Linked DNA regions of Zea mays: region 2 is linked to region 1. The links are chromatin contacts, called in public HiChIP or PLAC-seq maps. All regions are on one chromosome and are shown on one strand. The core of a region is the stretch at or near the end of the contact, and the rest is flanking DNA. Distances in the headings are between cores, read along the strand shown.

Region 1 (6,181 bases), core at 1,095-3,594:
TGTGATGAAAAAATGAAGATCAATAAACATCTAGTGACAAATTAAAATTTAAATAGATTTTTCTACTCCCCTCCCCACCCGGAGAAATCCACAGCCACCCTTCCCCACCTATTCACTCTCTTTCTCGGCCCCTCTCGTGATTGCAACTAAAAAGCTCGTGATTGGCAACACCACAAGCCCACTACTTATCCCCCTTTAGAATTAAACACCAATGAGGAAGATATTAAATTAAAGAAATAGGGATGGCCAATTCTTGTGACCCTATAAAATTTTCCTCCTTCCAAATGAAATCTCCCCCTTTGTTATAAGAATTTGTTCACAATAATTTGACCCTTGCAATAAATAGACTAAGTTGATCCTATATGTATGCATAAATATGATGAATAGAAAACCATATGCATAACATAGTAATGAATTGAAAACATGTGGGAGTTTAACCTATACGAAGAAAGCAAGAAAGAGATACTAAATAATCTTGAAACCAATATGCATGGTGTTTGGGGTCTGCTTCGTCGCCGAAGGTCCTGTGAGATGAAGCACCTTCGGAAGGTCAGAAGAAGAATAATGTCGAAGCTACCAATCAGGAAGCTTCGTAGTATAATTCAAAATGCACCGACTTAAAGATGAGATGACCAATCGGCCCATGATAAACTGTGTAAAAATTGTAATCATTTATAGAGGACATGAATGTAAATTCACACAGGATGCGTCCTATGCCTATAAATAGGTGAACAGTACCCCATACTGTTCAAACTTTTTCGCATCACATCTATATCTTCGTATTCGATCAAGCTCAAGGTACAAATGTAATTTAGTTTAACTTTCATGTATTCTTGATTATTTAACAATAAATGTTCATATTTCAATATTATGTAATTATTTATGTTGTTGTCTTATGTTTCATAACCTTCATCCTTTAATTATACATGTCGTGTTTATGAAGGTATGTCCTTCATAACCTTCGTCTGAAGATCATTATATTCTAAGGGAAATAATGCTTAGAAGGACGAAGGACATTAACATTTAATATTTTTCTGGTGTGTTGCCTTGTTCTTAATTCATAGCATTTGAGAACAAGTCTCCAACACATGGTATTAAAGTCGATATATGTATGGTACCTACTGCTGTAGAAATCTTGAAACACAAAGAATGTTACTTGATAAACTTGTTTGATTTCACACCCTTGAAGAGAACGAAAAACACTCTACATAATGTTGATGTATGGAACGTATAAACAAACATAATTCGCGGGGTAATTAGCTAAACTTGACGACTAGTAGTGTGGGTTGACGGCGAAGCACTTCTCCCTGATCTCTCCCTCGTCGCCGGTGAGCACCTGGACCTTGCCCATCTTAACCATGGCCTTGGCGAACTTGACCTGCCATGCCTTCTCGACTGCGGCGTTGAAGTGGACCATTCCGGCAGTCCATGGGTTTTCGAGCAGTGTGTTGTCGGAGATGAACAGGACCTTGTGCGCCAGCACGTTCTTGTAGTACTGGTTGTCGAAGGTCGCCGACGTGACTGGGTCAAGCGGCACCACCGTGGGGTCCATCTGGTCGTTGCTGGACGGCCATGGGCAGCGCATCTTGAGGTGCTCAGCGTAGGCAGGGTCGAGGGACGGGTCCGTCCGCCCCAGCTGCCCGCTGAAGTTGTAGAGGCGCTCCGTGAACGAGGAGCAGTGGGAGCGCCCGATGGTGTGCGCGCCAGAGAGCGTGACCATGTCGTCGGCGTTGAGCCCCTTGCGCTTGAAGCTCTCGATGAGCTCGTCGACCTCGTCAGTCGGGGCAGGGACATTGTTGTCGAGCACCTCATCCTCTTTGGACACGCGGCCGTCACGGCGGCCAGACGGGACCTTGTAGTCCAGGCCGCCGGCGAGGTAGGCGCTGTCACGGGCCGCGAACGCGACGATGTCGGCGCAGGAGACGGTGCGCGGGCAGTGCGCCTCGAGGACGGCCTTGGCGTCGTCGACGACGTCGAAGCCACGCATGCTGGGGTTGTTGGCCACGGAGTCCTTCTCGGCCTTGTTGTCCGGCGTGGAGTTGATGAGGATGGAGCCGTCGCAGCCCCGGACGAAGCAGTCGTGGAAGTGCATGCGGATGAGCCCCGCGCCGACGCCGGGCTCGCGGGCTATGCCGCGGCGGACGGCGTTGCGCACGATGTCCTCGGCCTGTGGGCACGAGTGCTCGTAGAAACCGACCTCAAGTTTCCCCGGCGGCGAGGCGTGTGATGCCACCGATGAGGAGGCGGCGACGACGAGTGCTGCCAGCACGGCCGCCAACCATGTCATCGACCCCATGATCAGCTGCAGTCTCAGCAAGTTTGCTGTAGTCGCTTGAGTTCAAGTCGATGGTGATGTTGATCGCTCAGAACTGAAGCTGATGAGGAGATATGAGGGATGGTGCTGCCGCTGGGTCTCTATTTATACATTGGAGGTAGCTTGCATGGCAGTATGTCGCAATAATCATGGCGTGTTTGTGCACCCAGTCAACAAATAAGACCCAATCTTCGCGTTCCCTAGCTAATGTCTGCTAGACCCTCTCTTTCCATGCACCATCCTTAAAATAAAAACAACTCCTTCCGAACAACACAGCTGCAAAACATGCATCTTCTTGTCCTTGTTTTCGATTGCCACCACACGCGTCGAATTCTCAAAAGCAAGAAAAACATTATTTTGATATATGTAGCAACACCTCTTCTCCTAGAGGATCTCTTGCAAGAAGAGGGGTAATCTTTATCAATTTTATTTTTCATGAAAACAGTAAACTAACTCAAAAAAAAACTTTTTTTCTTGTAAATTTTCTCGTAAAACCTGCAAAAAGTAGGCCTTTCCGTGCATGCATGCAAATTGCAAATGCAAATGAAAACCGTGTTAATCGATGATGGAGAAAACTTCACTATTTGAAAACTAGCTAGCTAATAAGAGAGCCAACAGTAAGCTTATACGTCACCATCTACCTAATGTTACCCGGAGACTTGGTAGCACACCGTCTGTAGCAGCTCTCATAATCATATGCAAAAGCAAGAGTTGTTGAGAGAGAACGAGGTGTGAAGGTTGCTTTAGAAAACCCTCTGACAAGAAGGTGCAGGTCGTTAACTTGTGTACGTAACATTGACGAGGTCTCGACAGGGCATATGATATATATGTGATCAGCCTGGAGGATCGCACGATGTCAGCAATAATTAAGCCGTATAGAATTGATTTACCTTGCAGCTCGCACTTGGTCAAGAGATTTGGTGGTCTTCTAGGATTTTTGTATCATTTCATGGAAGAAAGCCGGATTGTGTCGGCCCCTAATTATTAAGGCCATGTTTAGAACCACTAAAACTAATAATTATCTACTAAAAATTAGTTGTTAGGTTCCAAACAGACTCAGTTAATACCGTAGCTAATTGTTAGCTACCTCACAACTAACAATTAGTTTATTAGCATGGCTAATAATTTATTAGCTGATTAACTATTAACGCTCTAGGGTTCCAAATAGGGCCTAAACACAGTCATCGTGGAATTATTCTTTTCTCCTAAAAAGGCAGAGACGAAAGGTATGCAGCTGATGAACGGGTTCGATCAATATAATTCCATCGACACCCACCTACCATCCATATATCACGCGTAATGATTTGATCAAATCCCATGCGAATTTTAAACCCTCTATAGATTAACGGTTTGATTGATGATTATTAGACTCGAGGTATATAACTACGTACTACTAAATTTAGTCACGCCCCGCCCCACCTTCAATTTGACCTTTTCTTGTTTTGTTTTTTTTCTCTCTCTCTCTCTCTCCGTCTTTGCTGCACGGAAACGCTTTTAATTTGGTGCAGGTTGGTTGATGCAGCTAGCAGGTAAGGTAGCGTATGTAGTTCTAGCTAGCCACAACAACCAATGAACCGGAAGAGATATATGAGAAATATTGGCTAGTACGTACGTACGTATACGTAGCGGTTGACTATGTACACAAGACAGACAAAAATGCCCCGTACACTGCATTTCCACACACAAAAACAACGCTGTCAAAATAAAGTCAACTTTAGACTATGCCAAGTGCTGATCAAATGGCCGACAGCTGTACAACTAGCATAATTGTAGATTCACGTTGTGGCAAAACCCTAAACCCTAAACTCTAGCAACGAAAATATCCTCAGGCCTTGTTCGTTTGTCCAGGAATGGACCAGGAATCAATTCAGCTGATCAAAACTTATATAAATTAGAGAAACAAATCGGATAGGAATTGTTCCATGCCTTCATTCCGAAAGAAACGAGCGGCTCCTCAGGTGAATTGTGGCCCGCCGGTACAAACATATGGTTCATATATAAATTGGCAATGAGTGGTGGTTAACACTTTAATAACCGACAATTAAAATTCAGTTGAGTTTGGAGAGTAACCATAGCATAATTGTAGCGGTTGTGCAACATTCCTTTTACCTTTGTGGTTGTGGTGCATATGTGTGGAGCACATAGACGATCATGGAGTTGAGAACGATGCTATCTCGTGATCCAAGTCTAAGTTCTTGTATATGGATTTGGGTTTTCCACTACAGCACAACTACAGCACAAAGACCTTTAGTGCGGTTGGAAATCGGCTATAGCAACAGATTCTCAGCCAATACTACGCAACTAGGACAAAAGTTCTCATTCTTTAGTCTCGATTGCATGAAATAGTACTAAAGGATTCATTAGCACCAGGTGGCTCCATCTATCCAATAAAAAGAGCCTCGAAACATAAAAACTAAGAGCGTCTCCGACATTGACTTATAAAAATATAGGACTCAACTCATAAAAATAGCGTCGTCGGTGCCCTATTTTATAAATTTTCTGTTATAAATGAATACGACACAAAGGGATAAATGAATACGACACAAAGTGGAATCAATCACAGAGAAGATACAGATTTAACGTGGAAAACCCCTCTAAAGCGAAGGGGAAAAAACCACGGGTGCCGGCCAACAACTTCTCACTATTTTCGGGTGGTTACAGATCGCAGGAGATTTACAATTGAGATGATTATCTCCTGTGGCTTACAAAGATATTTATAGAGGTGAAACCCTAAAACGAGTAGGGAAACAATCCGTACCGCGGGGGGCGGAGCCCCCCCCACCCCCAGGCGTCCCTGAGCCATGGGAAGGCCAGTTGGCATGGCTGCGCTCCCGCCCAAGCCTCCCGCCGACGGGCCTCCGCTTCGCTCGCCAACTTGGCCGCCTTCTTCAGAATTTGGATCACAAACTCAACAAACTCCACCTTGAGACAAATTCCTTGTAGCATCATAATAGCAAACTCCACCTTAAACAAATGCATCATCATCCTGCCGACGCCAACAACCACTAAGGCTAATTTATAATACCAACTAAGTTTGAGCATAGCTCAAACTTAGCAACAGAAACATGCTTTGTCATCATATCAGCAGGATTATTATGAGTACTGATCTTGCATACCTTCACCAACCCTTTTTCAATGATATCACGAACGAAGTTTCGGCTCAAACCTGAGTTGGACAACATACACCGAGCCTTGGAGATTATTGTTCTGTTCATACGCTCTGCCACACCGTTCTGCTGAGGTGTATATGGTATAGTGTGGTGCCTCACAATGCCCTCCTTCCTACAGAAAGAGTTAAAATCACCAGAACAAAACTCCATACCATTGTCAGTTCTCAGAACTTTCAGCTTCTCAACCATAGTCTTCCAAACCTTGAAAGACTAAAAGGCATCTGATTTTTGCTTAAGAAAATCCAATTGCACTTAATTGCCTTTTTGCCAGAAGGCAGCCAAACTAGCTTCATAGGTTTGAAGCTGGAGTCGATCTGTATGTCAAAGGATCTAACCAGCAAGATGCATGTCAAAATGAAGTTGTTCTCTGTCGGTGTTTTGGGTCCGACCGCACACCCGGGGTTGCCCCTCGAGGTGTTTTTAGGGGTAGGATGGTGTCACCGACTGTAGCAAAATGGTTCGTGCCAGATGCACGAAGGACAATATGCAATGTTTACAGGTTCGGGCCGCTTAGAGATGCGTAACACCCTACGTCCTGGCGGAGATGCTTTGAGTTATGGGTTACAAGGTGGTTCTCTAGAGCGAGAACGTGAAAAGTTGAGGTAGATGGCTGAGTAGTGTGTTCGATCGTTCTGAAGGGGTGCCCCATGGGCCTTATATATTAGACCGTGGATCAATACATGCGGATATGATAACA
Region 2 (6,181 bases), core at 1,280-3,779, 310 kb after region 1:
TCAATCAATGCAGATAACTTTGGGAGCAAACTCAAAACAATGTGAGCAAGAGAACTTTAGAGAGAGAGAGGAGAGGGGAGAAACAAATCGAGTGGAGATCAACACAAGTGGACACAACGATTTGTTTCCCGAGGTTCGGTTCTAAAGAACCTACACCCTGTTGAGGAGGCCACAAAGGCGGGGTCTTTTCCAAACCTTTCCCTCTCTCAATCGGTCACTTAGACCAGTCGAGTGCTTCTTCTTAATCACACGGGTCACTAAGACCCCACAAGGATCACCACACAAATAGGTGTCTCTCGCTTGCTTTACAAAACACTTGAGAAGTTTAGAGTGAGAAGAAGAAAGCAATTCAAACAAAAAGAGCAACAAAAAACACGAATCTCCCTCTCTCAAGTCACTAAGCACTTGATTTGATTTTGGAGCTTGGAGAGGATTGAATGCTTTGATTGTGTCTTTGAGTGTATTCTTTGCTCTAGTATTGAATGTGAAGGTTGGGAAGCTTGGATGGCTTGAATGGAGATGGTTGGGGGGTATTTATAGCCTCCAACCACTTCTTAGCCGTTGGCTGACTTTGATGTTATTAGCACACCGGACAGTCCGGTGGTGCACCGGACATGACACTGTTCACTGTTCGGTGAGTGCCACGTCAGTCGACCGTTGGGGTTTGGAGCTGTTGACCGTTGAAGTCTTCTATCCTCTTGCGGCACCGGACAGTCCGGTGGCACACCGGACAGTCCGGTGCGTTCTGACTTTGCAGTTCTGACTTCTGACTTCTACTCCGTCCACTGTTCCTTCGTCAGCGCAATCGACCATTGGCGAAGTTGACCGTTGCTCCATTGGCTCACAGGATAGTCTGGTGCCTCACCGGACAGTCCGATGAATTTTAGCGGAGTGGCTCTGAGAAAACCCGAGAGCGGCCAGTTTGCGAGGTGCCTCGGCCTGGGCACCGGACAGTGTCCGGTGCGCCACTGGCTGCACCATTTCTTGTATGCTCCAAACTTTGTAAATTTCCCTCTAGTCTTTTTCTTTGTATGTTTATGTTGAGCTTTATGCACCTAAGAAAAAATAGCTACTAGGCAAACTAGTTAGTCCATATGGTTTGTGATGGACGTCAAATACCAAAATTGATTATAGGAAATAGTTAAGCCCATTTCCCTTTCAGTAGCCAAAGTCTTTGAGTGTTTGCCTCATCCAAAGCAATTGCACACAGCAATGGCCTCCAGCAATATACTTGGCCTCGACGGTGGATAGGGCAGCGGAATTCTGTTTCTTTGAGCTCCAAGACGCTAGGGACCTCAAAAAAACAGACATGTCCCTAATGTGCTCTTCATATCTACCAGCTTGCACCCGACATAATCGGAATCCAAATACCCAATTAGATCAAAGGTAGACTCCTTAGGATACCAGAGCCCGAAGTGAGGCTTGTGAACTGAATGTCTCAAAATCCACTTCACTGCCACAAGGTGGTATTCCTTATGATCAGATTGAAATCTAGCACACATACATACGAAAAACATAATATCTGGTGTACTTAACATTCCTTAGCAGCCAAGGGAGTGTTTGAATGCACTAGAGCTAAAGTTAGCTGTTAAAATTAGTTGAAAACATCCAAACAATCTATCTAATAGTTCAGATATTAGCTATTTTTTAGCAAATTAGCTAATAGTTAGCTAGCTATTTATTAGTTAGTTAATTTCACTAGCTATTTTTAGCCAACTAACTATAAGATCTAGTGCATTCAAATATCCTCTAAAGCTGGTCATATTTCAGCTAAACACTAACAAGCCTACCTGCTAGTGAATGTGAATGGCATTGTGGCAAGCTTGACCAAGTCAACCGTGCCTTTGAATACTGAAACCTATGAGAATAAAAAAAAACTACTGAGATTGGCCCGGGGAAAAAAGAATTACAAAGAGGGTATTCTGAGAGCCGTGATTGAGATTGGGCAGATCAGTGATCATTACCCGGGACCGGGAGTGCTAACTTTGGTGGTCATCAATTTGTTTATGTGGGATTGACCCAATTTAATTCGGTCAAGCGCTATTAGGCATAGCAGAAGGCCTTTTTTTTTTTGCCTGCAATCGTAGTAGTGCCTGGCTGCCTGCAGTTGCGGTGGGTGTGGCCATGCCAACTCGTGTGCGTGCGTGAAGCGCACCGCACCATCACCACAGGCCATCAGCGAGCGGCGCGGGGCCCACGGGCGGTTGGTGAGCGGGGCGGACCGAATCACGCGGCCTCCTCCGGTCGGGACCCGGGGCCAGCGAGTCAGCGGCAAGCTCAGCAGCAGGAGGAAGGGCTGGGCCCTGAGGTGTTTGGTGGGTACGGGTCGCTGTCCGCCACCCAACCCAACCCAACCCCACCCCACCCGTTATATGCTACAGCAGTACAGCGCCACTGCCCGCCCCCTCGCCTCGCCCGCCGGATCCGACCAAATCCAATCCGACGGCGGCGGGCCTCCAGCACTACACTGCGCCCGTGTCCGCTACCGACGGGGGGCTATAAATGGGCCGGAGCGCGGCCCGGCACGGCGTGCGCTGCGGACGGGTCGGATCTGAGACGAGACGAGACGATCCCCCCTCCCCTCAACCGGAACTTGTTTTACCCCATCTCATCCCACTGACTCCACCCACCCACCCGCCCGCTGCCTCCGCCGGATCTCGTCGGACTCGGATCCGCCCGACCACGACCACCCCGCGTCGCCGCCGCGCAGCAGCAGCAGGTGAGCGTCCCTTCTCCTTCGGTCCGCTAGGCGCCTCCGCCGGCGCTCTGCGTTCCGGTGCCCGCTTCCTCTCCCTTCGCCCGTAGGGTTTTGTTCTCGTTGTCTGTGTCAAAACAAAGGCGGACGGTTCTAGGAGCTGCGGGCTCCCGCAATGGTTGGTTCCGCGGCCAGCTGCTGCTCGCTCGGTCAGGCGGTACGCTCCGGCGCGCGTCTCGCGCATTCCTTGCCGCCATCCATCCAAAGCTGGGGCTCGGCATCCTAGGTTCCCTGGTTTCCTTCGTTCGTGCTGAGAAATGTTTTGTTTTCCCCTTAAATTAATAATAATCGGTATATTCAGGGAGGGATATCTATTTTTCCCCTCCTTTCACACACACGCACACCTGTTGGGAGTAGTAGTGATGGTTGTTGTCGTCTTGTCCCGTTCCACTAGACGGGAAAAGAACCACACGTGGTTGGACGAGCCGATCTCGTCGGAACTCCCCATCCGTGCCGTTAGCTCCCAAAAAAAATTCTGTGATTTCCTGTCAGCATGTACATACATGTGCAAATCTGTGAATTTCCCGCAGGCAAAACAAGTGCGCAGAAACTGCTTAGGGGTAGGGGTGCTTTGTTTTTACCTTAGAGAGTGTATAAAGCTTGCTCCCGAAATGATACTGATGCTGATCTCATCTAATCTTATAAAAACAACAGAGTTGGGGAGAAGAATCGGCGATTGGCTTTGTCTTATTCGTCTATAGATAAAGAAACCACATGCTTCGCTTTTTGCTAGGCAAGCTGCACAGGGTTCTGGGGGGTTTCAGAAAATTTATTTATGCAAGCTGTCCAGGAACTTACAGCTACTGGTTCCTGCGTTCACCATGCTCTGTAGTCTGTAGTGTTGTTTCGAGCGCTTCGCTGTACCTCTATGAAGGTTGCTGCTAAAATTGCAGTGGTACTCGGTAACCTTTGGCTGCAATTTTTAGTGAGAAATGATCCTCTACCAGTAAACATAAACCGCATGCTCTAGAAACTTATCCGTACGCCAGATGTGCGTAGGACTTGTCGACGTTTCTTTTTGCTACCTGAATAGAGGATTTGTAGGAGCTTCTTTTTACAAGCTAGCTAGCTGCCAGTTTATGCTTTTACTATGCTCATGGCCGTTGCTTTTATACTCTACTCCAATTTATAAGCTGTTTTGGCATTTCTAATACATAGCTTTTGCTTTGCACCTAGACATAAGCTATGTCTAGATTCATAGCAGAAGATATATACTTAGAAAAGGCAAAACAGACGCCTTATAATTTGGAACAGAGGGAGGAGAAACTACTTTTCCCTCCCTGCAACATGCATTGGAAGAATAATTTGAGCGGTTGCTTTATTCCTAGAATCTTGTTACACGTTTTGTTATTCTTGTGCTGATTCGGGTCGAGGCTTGGTAGATTCCTATTGCCTTATCCACTAAAGCACAAATGCGGAGCATAGTCCTATACGAGTGGATCAGGAATGCCAAACTTTTGCCAGTGGGACTTGTTGACTCTGCGTGAAGAATCTCTCAACCTGAAACTGTGGCCTTGGTGTGTGCCAACAAATGTGCCCTTTTTGTTTGCTTCGTTAGTAGCCTAGTGCTTGTTTTTTTATCCCATGAGACAATAGGAAAATTTTCGACAAAACATTCTTGCCCAAAAGGTCAGGCCTGCTACACCGGTGAGAGCTGTCTCACTGAGTTATTAGGTTGCGGGTTTGAAGCAGCCCCTCCGCATTTGTGGGGGAAGGCTTGCCTCTGCTTATCCCTTCTTTAGACTGAGCCTTTGGCACTGGGTCTGTGTCTGTCCATTCTCGCCCAAAAGGAGTAGTGTGTTTGATTGCATCCTGGGTGTCCATTTTGTTGATCACCAAATCATTTAGTTATTGCTATATCTAAATATCTCATTGCCCTTATATAGGGGAGTACATCGGTCTTTTTCGACATGCAATTCTTTTGGTTATGAGGATTCTCACTTTGCCTTAGTCATTTTATGCTTTAACTAACCATTTGTACTGCCTGCTGCAGATCAGAGAAGATGGCCGGACTCGACACCTTCCTCTTCACCTCGGAGTCCGTGAACGAGGGACACCCTGACAAGCTCTGCGACCAGGTCTCAGATGCTGTTCTGGACGCTTGCCTTGCTGAGGACCCTGACAGCAAGGTTGCTTGCGAGACCTGCACCAAGACCAACATGGTCATGGTCTTTGGTGAGATCACCACCAAGGCCAATGTCGACTACGAGAAGATTGTCAGGGAGACATGCCGCAACATTGGTTTCGTGTCGAACGATGTCGGGCTTGACGCTGACCACTGCAAGGTGCTTGTGAACATTGAGCAGCAGTCCCCTGATATTGCTCAGGGTGTGCACGGCCACTTCACCAAGCGCCCCGAGGAGATTGGAGCTGGTGACCAGGGGCACATGTTTGGGTATGCGACTGACGAGACCCCTGAGCTGATGCCCCTCAGCCATGTCCTTGCCACCAAGCTTGGTGCTCGTCTCACGGAGGTTCGCAAGAATGGAACCTGCCCCTGGCTCAGGCCCGATGGGAAGACCCAGGTGACAGTGGAGTACCGCAACGAGGGTGGCGCCATGGTTCCCATCCGTGTGCACACAGTCCTCATCTCTACCCAGCACGACGAGACAGTCACCAACGACGAGATTGCTGCTGACCTGAAGGAGCACGTCATCAAGCCAGTCATCCCCGAGCAGTACCTCGACGAGAAGACAATCTTCCACCTCAACCCGTCTGGCCGCTTCGTCATCGGCGGACCTCACGGCGACGCTGGCCTCACTGGCCGGAAGATCATCATCGACACCTACGGTGGCTGGGGAGCCCACGGCGGGGGCGCCTTCTCCGGCAAGGACCCGACCAAGGTGGACCGCAGCGGGGCCTACGTCGCGAGGCAGGCTGCCAAGAGCATCGTCGCCGCCGGCCTCGCCCGCCGCGCCATTGTCCAGGTCTCCTACGCCATCGGCGTGCCCGAGCCCCTTTCGGTGTTCGTGGACACGTACGGCACCGGCGCGATCCCCGACAAGGAGATCCTGAAGATCGTGAAGGAGAACTTCGACTTCAGGCCCGGCATGATCATCATCAACCTCGACCTCAAGAAAGGCGGCAACGGGCGCTACCTCAAGACGGCGGCCTACGGGCACTTTGGGAGGGACGACCCCGACTTCACCTGGGAGGTGGTGAAGCCCCTCAAGGCGGAGAAGCCGTCTTCTGCATGAGGCGCCTCCTCTGTTTTGGAAGAAGCTTTTGGTCTGGTCTGGTCTGGTCTGGTGTGCCTGCGCTCTATCATGCTTTTTTATGGCTCCTACTTGTGATTCTTGATCTGCCCCTTGCTTATCATTTGTACTGTACTGTCACTGTCCTAATAAGTGGTACGTGTGCGGGGTCGTATTGTGTCTGCTTATTCACCTACTAGAGGATTATTTCTGGTTTTGCTGCTTATGTAAT

The links. HiChIP or PLAC-seq counts read pairs in DNA pulled down with a chosen protein or histone mark.
Region 2: a contact with region 1 is called in an H3K4me3 HiChIP or PLAC-seq map of leaf, with 3 times the contacts expected there. The contact joins the promoter of LOC100279822 here to the promoter of LOC100273104 in region 1. A contact is called at or near these places in 2 of 25 Hi-C or Micro-C datasets (bundle sheath and endosperm) and 1 of 3 datasets of contacts at active chromatin or transcription factors (leaf).

Annotation. Positions count from the first base shown.
Region 1 is chr10:87,895,435-87,901,615 of Zm-B73-REFERENCE-NAM-5.0, forward strand. LOC100273104 (Peroxidase 64) reads right to left here and starts at 2,345. Exons shown (of 1, transcript NM_001147553.1): 1 at 1,097-2,345. The coding sequence starts at 2,296. The coding sequence ends at 1,274.
Region 2 is chr10:88,208,119-88,214,299 of Zm-B73-REFERENCE-NAM-5.0, forward strand. It overlaps LOC100279822 (methionine adenosyltransferase), which reads left to right and starts at 2,530. Exons shown (of 2, transcript NM_001152777.2): 1 at 2,530-2,719; 2 at 4,749-6,181. The coding sequence starts at 4,759. The coding sequence ends at 5,952.